Regions from separate parts of the Ostrinia nubilalis genome. Here region 1 is linked to region 2. A link is a contact called in public Hi-C data. All regions are on one chromosome and are shown on one strand. The core of a region is the stretch at or near the end of the contact, and the rest is flanking DNA. Distances in the headings are between cores, read along the strand shown.

Evidence for each region. A called contact is a pair of places that touch in the nucleus more often than the background predicts.
Region 1: a contact with region 2 is called in a Hi-C map of whole body, with 5 times the contacts expected there. The contact joins the promoter of LOC135077696 here to the promoter of LOC135077728 in region 2. A contact is called at or near these places in 4 of 5 Hi-C or Micro-C datasets (whole body and whole larva).

What each region holds. Positions count from the first base shown.
Region 1 is chr13:13,382,726-13,386,896 of ilOstNubi1.1, reverse strand. It overlaps LOC135077696 (NADH dehydrogenase [ubiquinone] flavoprotein 2, mitochondrial), which reads right to left and starts at 1,795. Exons shown (of 7, transcript XM_063972267.1): 1 at 1,671-1,795; 2 at 1,433-1,558; 3 at 1-21. The coding sequence starts at 1,706.
Region 2 is chr13:13,186,244-13,190,625 of ilOstNubi1.1, reverse strand. It overlaps LOC135077728, which reads right to left and starts at 2,221. Exons shown (of 7, transcript XM_063972303.1): 1 at 2,150-2,221; 2 at 816-955; 3 at 330-561. The coding sequence starts at 826. LOC135077715 (activating transcription factor 7-interacting protein 1) reads left to right here and starts at 2,345. Exons shown (of 4, transcript XM_063972285.1): 1 at 2,345-2,440.

The DNA.
Region 1 (4,171 bases), core at 546-3,045, 200 kb before region 2:
TGCTAGGAGTGCTTCCACCCTCTGAAAAGTTATGTTAAAAACAATTAAACATTGTGACAACTTCTGTGAGAATACAGTGAGTTATTCTGTGAGAATATAGTTCTTAGAATAATAATACATTGAAAAAAATCTTAGCAAATAAAATTATTTAGTAAAAAGTTTAACAATGTTAATGAATCAATAAAAATGCGTGAACACAAAAAAAAACTAAATATTGCGTATAAAAAAGTTCATCCCCAATTTTCCACCCTTGGGGGTTGTTTTTTTCAACCGACTTCAAAAAAGGAGGAGGTTCTCAATTCGACCCGTATGTTTTTTTTTTTTTTTTTTTTTTTTTTTTTCTATATTTGTTACGCGATAACTCCGCCAATTATGAACCGATTTAAACAAATCTTTTTTCGGCGTATAGGTAATACCTCAAGGGTGGTCCCATTTAAATTTAATAATAAAAAAAACAACCCCCAAGGGTGGAAAATTGGGGATGAACTTTTTTATACGCAATACCTCCGCCGATTATAAACCAATTTGAACGATTATTTTTTTGTTGAATAGGTATTATCAAAAGGGTGGTTTCATGCGAATTTGAAGAAAATATTTCACCCCCAAGGGTGGAAAATTGGGGATGAACTTTTTTATACGCAATATCTCCGCCGATTATGAACCAATTTTTTTTGGTCTCAGTGTACCTACTGCCTACCTTCAGTGGTAACATCAAGGTAATAATTAGTTAACTAAAAAGCAAGAAATAAGTAAAATTTTATAAAAAAAAATAAAACCGACTCCAAAAAACCTACACTAAAACGTAGAAAAATAATTACTAATTACCTACTTATTTATTAGGACGAATTATTAATATTTATGTAGGTATACCATGATTGATACTTTTGGAGTCGGTGCAGGCAAACTTTACATGTTTCATAATCTTGGCACCGACTCCAGAAGTATCAATCATGGTATACCTACATAAATATTAATAATTCGTCCTAATAAATAAGTAGGTAATTAGTAATTATTTTTCTACGTTTTAGTGTAGGTTTTTTGGAGTCGGTTTTATTTTTTTTTATAAAATTTTTATTATTAAATTTAAATGGGACCACCCTTGAGGTATTACCTATACGCCGAAAAAAGATTTGTTCAAATCGGTTCATAATTGGCGGAGTTATCGCGTAACAAACATAGAAAAAAAACATACGGGTCGAATTGAGAACCTCCTCCTTTTTTTGAAGTCGGTTGAAAAGACAGTGGTTTTACTACAGAAAATATTGGATTTATCATTGGAGTAATACTCGAAATTCTTATTTATTATCTTTAGTACACACAGTAAAGTTATTAGATGACATAACATTCATAAAAGCCGTGATAAAAGGTTGAGAAAAGATCCATTCAAACGAAAAAGAAGGATGTTGTACTAATCAAAACAAATGAAGGTTACCTTTTGGTTCTGTGGAGTAAACTCGAACGGTATGTTAGGGTTGTCCTCAGGGGTGTCTCGGTGGACGAAAAGACTGTCATGCTGCAGGGTCGAGCTGGTCTGCAGGGCCCTGGAAGTAGTGCGCCACTGGAAACAAACATTACGAGTTGGTTATGATCGGGCAAGTGTCAAATTGTTATTATATAACCCGTTTGTTTACAAAGTTAAACACTTGCACACAATATTTTAGGACACGCACCAAGCCCTGAACTCCAGTTCTGAGGCTGGACAACATGATTTACTGTTGTTTTCTTGTAATTTTTATAAAAGTTATTGCGAAACACTGTTCGCGAACAAGCGGACCTGTTGGTAACTTCAGACCGCTCACCAGATGGCAGCTGTTTCTGGACGAAAATGTGTGCACAACAGACAGATTTTTAGGACTTTGCACACTTTTATCCATATTTTGTATTAATTTAATCACATTCATAACTTATACTAATTAATTACGGTACATACTCGTACAAGTCAATTTAATCACATTGAGATGGATATTACGTAGAGTAAGTAAATGCATGTAGAACTTTCCGAACGATTTTCGTAATGTGGCTAACTTCGTGTTATAAAAAAGCGCCAAAGTTTGAAAAAACTTTGCAGTTTAGCAATTTGCTGTAAAAATATTACTGACAGGTTGAAAATAATTATTAGCTTTCAATAAATTATAGATAAGTATTTGAAGTCCATTACTAACTATTTTACAGTAATATTAGTTCCATTTGTATAAATTATTTTTAGTTATGTTCATTCCAGTTACAGCTTACAGTGTAAGAAAAAATTATGAATTTAGTAAGCACATACTATATACACTACTTTATTAATGTAAATTACCTACTCTTTTTTATAGCTATCTGTTAAGTTGTATGGTAGGTAGGTTAATTAGATAATTAACCAAGTATTACATAATCGCTAACAATAATTTATGCAAGTATGTAATCGATAAAATTAAAACTTTTCAGAATTCTTAAGTGGAGCAGTAAGGAACAATGACAATACAGTCGTCAAGTGATCTAAGTAATCGCACATGTAACATAAACTTTAGGTAGATAAGTAAGTATTTCTTAATTTTTTTTTAATTATTTAGCACTTTCTCAAGCAGAATAGCGTTCCGTTTCTAATAAACATTTTAAAAACCCATCAGTACCTAAGCTATCCTACATCATAGATCTACTTTTTAGTTCAGCCCAACGCAAACATAGAGCCTAAAAAGGCATTGTCTGCTTGTGCCATGTGCATGTGCCTATATTTTCGTGCGAAAAAAGTAAAATAAGACAAAATGAATGAGTAGACAAAGCCCGATCGGCAAAACAACGACTCAGTCGCCATGGCAACTGCCGCACCCATTCGCGTCGCTTGCACCAAAAATGGACCACATAGCTGCATATAGGCCAGCGTGCTCTAAATTTCGATTATGTGTACCTACACTAATGCTACAGTCACACATGGGTTACAAGAATGTGGTGTTTATTTTAACTGTTTCAGCTTTTGGACTGGTGTGTACCTGACTAAGGCGACTTCGGCAGTTACGGGTTCGAATCTCGTGGATTGAAAAAAAAAAAAATTTGTACTCGTCGCATGGACGTTTTCGAGTCCCTAAGTAAATTATGCCCGTTTTCACCATCAATCCCTAATTTTTAAGTGATCTCTATTGTAACACTTATCAGGAATTTTGTTTTCATGGGGGTCACTTAAAAATTAGGGATTGATGGTGAAAATGGGCATTATATCAATAAAACTTAGGTAAGCAATTAGCATATTTTATACACGTAGGTAGGAATAGGAACTGTTTATGTTAATAATACTTATACACTAGATCGCTTTAAATGTCTATTAAAGTTATTAAGTCGCCACAGTAACGCTGAGGTTATCAAGATAGAGAAGATTATCATCGTGAAGTTCATTAACTATCGAACAATTGCAACACGGCCCTTTGACTAACTGACCGATCAGTTGATCTAACAGTCTCTTGCACCCAAAACACAATCAAAACGATCTCACACCATCGCATTTTAAGAGCACCAATTCTTTAGCGTCCCACAAGAGACACAGAAAACAGTAATTCCAACAGTTTGAATACCTTCGATAACTAATTTTAATTGACTAGTATTTAGGTGTCCGGTCTTCGTTATCCTTTTTTTTTCTGGCCCCCTAAACAAGAGGCACGTGGCAGTTTAGATTTCGAAATCACTTCGCCCCAGCGTTTCTTTCTATGGAGTGACTTAATCGCTCCGAAAAGCGATTTAGAAATGGATACGGTCAGGTTTCACCACTTGTCTAGGGTGGCTGGTACCTCAAAACATACAGAGTGCTACCATTTTATTTGCACTCACCTAAGCTCTGAGTACCATTGCAATTTTGCTATCACCAGTTGGCGCCACTGTCGTATAGGACCTCGTAAGTGGCGCTAACTGGATACCTAGATAGGAGGTCCATAGCGGTGTGCTAGCTGATGCTTACTAAAAAGGACGCGGCAGACTCGAGTCTTACCTAGACACAAGGAAGTTTAATAGAGATGACGTCACTGCATCTATCTACCTTGTAATCATAGGCGTTCGCGATCGGCTGTCTTTAAATTTAATTCCTTATCAATGGTGCCACCGGATACCGTTAACTAATTTCCGAACGAATGAGTGGACCAATTTTCGCGCCACCCGTAACGAATTTGTTCGCTTTGGCGGGCCTTTTTTGCGGGTACTTTGGTAA
Region 2 (4,382 bases), core at 972-3,471:
TGTTAACACCCTGTATAGTCATTTTTTTATAAAAATCCACAGGTACTACATTTTAAAAAAAATCTTAAGAAACATCACAGGCCAGCACGTAATGCATAAAGTAGAAGGCAAAATAACATATTATTTCATAGATGTTAGAAACAAATTCACCTGTCTTTTTTACTTACTGGAGAACGACAACGTGGTTAAAGGGCTAAAAAGAAACCACGTAATTTAAGAAGACAGCTTAGGCATAGGCCAGCTGCTCTTTAATAATAAAATGACACTCAACATATCTGATTATAGTCTGCCGACTGATTGCAGAAATCATTAACATAAAAAAAAAACACCTGTCTAGTAGACTCATTCAGTGTCGGTTGTAATATCTGGCCTTTAATTTTACTGCTGGCCTTTGAAACTGTTGGTGGTTCGCTCGGTCCATCTAATATACTATCGAACAGTTTTTTGGCACTTTTGTCTGAGAACCCATCTATCAAGTGTATGTCAGAGATAGATTTTAAGCCACCATAAGTATCCTTCCACTGGGAAACCTTTTTTATTCTAGATTTTGGTATTTCATACCTAGAAAGGAATAAATTATGGATATTAACAATCTTGGAAATTTTACTCTGCACTATTCAGTTCCAAAATAACCAAAACTTGCATTAGTAAAAATAATTTATGTTGGTAGGTTGTTGTTGTTCAGGTAATTTTAAGGTTAACTCTGAAGTTCAATTTGTTTTAAGTGGCCTAAGAAACCACTTCAGAGAAGAATGGTTAGTTAAAGTCAGGATTATTTTCCATTATTAAATTGTTAGTATGTTATAATTAATTACCTAGACAGCATGTTATTATCGGCTTCATTGATAACTTGCAGGATTTTTTCTTTCTGTTGTTCTGTATACGTATTATCTAGTGCTTGGCTGAATAAGCGATGAGGCAAGATCACTGAGTAACGGTTTAATGCCTTGATGGTCTGAAATCATGGTAGAGATCACTAAAGATGATTTAAAAATAAATTAGCTTATGAAATATAGAACAGTAGAGATAAAAAGAAATTCAACCGTTTTAAACTGCGCCAGCATGCCAAGAAACATCTTAAATGTTTAATTTTTTTGCCTCTTCTAAAAACATTTCATTTAAATTATTCACTTCACTAATTATTTACAAAAAACTGGAATTTCATAGGAACCGTTCTGTTTGTTTACAAATAACACGATGACATTTCACAATGACAGTGAGTGACAGAAGAGAGAATTTTTTTTAATTTCTTAGGACTCAAAGATTTCATGTTTATTCTCTGAGTCTATTGCTTATTTATTATTTAAGAATTTAATTAAATTGTGTTTTTTACGTAGAACGACTTATTTTTAATTAAGTTTATTTGCAACATACATATCACAATGATTTTTATTATTAGGTAAAATTCCACTTCCAGTCTGTTAGCGCCATCTTACAATATTTGTAGAAACTTCGTTCAGACTGATCCTCGCGGCCTCGGTTCGGATTTCGGAATTATCGCTTTTACGTGTGAAAGTCATCTTGATTTACTAGTAAGAGAATACTATACATAATATTAAATAATCGTGTTATTGTTCATTAACTACAATATAACGGACAGAGCTTCGAAAATTCGTATACGGATAGTAAAATATAACAATAAATAGTACGTTTATTTTCTTATTTTGTGTTAGTTCAACATCAGCATAACAGATGTCATTACTAAACTCGAGATCTTGGTTTGATGTTACAAAGTAAAGAAAGGGTAGTATGAGAAATAAATTTTAATTGAATAGTATTCATTTTAAATAGAAGTGAAGTGAACTTACAAATCATTATGGAACATTGACGCTAGGTTTCAAAGAGAGACGGTTAAAAATATGACCCTTTTGAACCGGAAGAAGCTACTGTAGTTCTGAAGTTCCCTTTTAATTCCAATTATTTTTGAATTTATTTTGGAACATCAGTTTTTCTAATCTGGACTGGCCAGTTGAATGAATAGTGTGATAATGACAGAAAAAGTAAAAGTTCTTTAAACAGTTGACTGTTTCTGTCAAAAATCAATACAAGAAGTGGAAAAGCTAAAAATAAAGCACCCAAGATTTGAAAAATCGATAAGATCTAAAAGATTATCTTCAAAATTATTTAATTACAAACTGGAAGAACTTACAAGATTTAAGACTACCTACACAGACGTTTCTTCTGATTTGAAACAATTATTGATGTAAGTTGTGAGGTTATGTGAATATTTGCCTCTATCTATCTCGCTCTAACTCGCGACTTGACATTCAACAAAATGGCGGCCGGTCCCTCGCTCCCCGGTCGCTAGCGTGAGACAGTCGGGGAATGTTTTGTTGTGCATTTCGCTATCTTCGCCGCGCGGAGCAAGGTCGGAAAGAATAAGCGCTGCGCCAGCTGAACTTGTTGAGAACTGTCTGGACATCACCTGCAACTTCTGGAGGTGAGTGTACCTACTAACGATGTTTTTTTTTATTTCAGCTTGCCATCTCCATTTTATTTTTGGTCATTCTTCTTTTGAAAATATTCTTCTTTTACACGAGATGAAAGAACATGGGTTTTCAGACTTTAGGGGTATTTATATTATATTACTTTAGTATTCTAAAACAGGTTAATGATACCTGCTTATTTATTAATATCTAGGTATTTTTCTAGTCAGTCGAAGTTTTCTAGACAAATATATTATTATAGGATATACCAAATTGTACCTTATGAAGAAGCAATAAAGCACAATTTTCCATGCGTTGAATCAGCTCGAGTAGAAAATGAGAACTTTATGAACAATACGATATTGAAAAGAAAGACAAAAATATAAAATAAACTAATTTATTAAAAATGATCACAACAAACAACTAGTCATTGCTGGACTTGAAGTTGGATTGGTTGTATGAAACGCCTACATGGCAACGTCGACGAATAATTTACTTTGGTACCTATCGGCACGGACGCGCTGTTGCCGCTCTTCCTACGAGCAATTTATTTCGTACATACAGGTCTAGATAAAATTCAGGTAACTCTTGACTAATGGAACTGCCTGACATTGCCAGTTGATAACATGAATGAGATTTGACAGCTGTCAATCCCATGCTGCAGCAGCTCTGTAATGTGTGCGAATTTATCCAACTCTCATTGTCGTTGCCGTACTAGCTAGACGCGTAAGCGTAAACGACATTACAGCGAAGTTCATCATTCCGCTACGTTGCCAAACCGCTTTAGTTTCGTGCTAGTCTGAACTCTGAGCACTGGTAGTGGGATTTAGGCTATCCGTCTATCGATCAAGATTTGACTAGCTAGTTCTATCTAGCCTGGTATTTTTTTAGTTTCTTTGTATCTATTTCTTATCCGCAAATGTTCATAAGTTACAACATCGCAAAATTCTATTTTTGCAGCAAATATCTTTGCTTGGTTCACCTTGTCTAGGTTTCTTCTGATCTTTTTGTATTATTACTACAAGGATGGATGATGCATTATCATTAGCGAAATTATTCTTTCTTTTGATGAATGCTGAAGCTGATCAATGTTGCTTGCCATGCCTTTGTTTGTATTCATGTCCAAGCGGGTAAAGGAAAAATCAAATTATTATGGGTTTTTTTTCTGGTCAACTGGTCACCTAGTTGGTCGAACATTTTCTATCATAAATCGGAAATATTGAAGAACCTGTTACTTATTATTTTCTTTAATTAGCTCTTTATTCAGCTACGGGTCAATCATCCCTTCCTCGACAACAAAACTACAATGTTTTTTATATTTCCATTCTGCCAGATTGATAGAAGAATGCAAGGTATTCGTTTTCTTCTATGGGCTAGATATATTACTATTGGTTTTTGTCAAACGGTGCCAAGGGAGTTAAATCCCATAACTAGATTCCTCATTCTGTACCGCTCTTTGCAGAAGTCTCTTAATACTTCTGTCCGCGAGGCATCTGTATTGTTTCCGATCCATCGAATGTTTACTACAGCGGAAACTCAAAAGATTCGTCTCGCGTAGTTCAACGCCGGCAATGTATCCACACTGATTTTATAGACACACTTTTCGCAGTGCCTTGGCTGTGGAGTATGTGGTGTGTGATAGTGATATGACAGCGCCATTGATTTAGGCATTCGGAATTGAAATAATTACTCTTGCATTAATCATTGTAATTTCTATCGACATTAGTTCATTAGTGATGGGACATTATAGCCGGATTATATTGTTTCGAACTAGGTCATTGATATGCCTTCATCATAAGTAAATTTTATTTATCATCGGCACTATTTCTATTACTGTCTTATCATTACTAAAATTCCGATTTAGGTGCATGTTATTTGTAAAGATTATTTTAGTACCAAACCGTCATTATATTTTAGGGCTTGTTTAGGGCCCTACTTTCTGTTCCTATGCTAGCT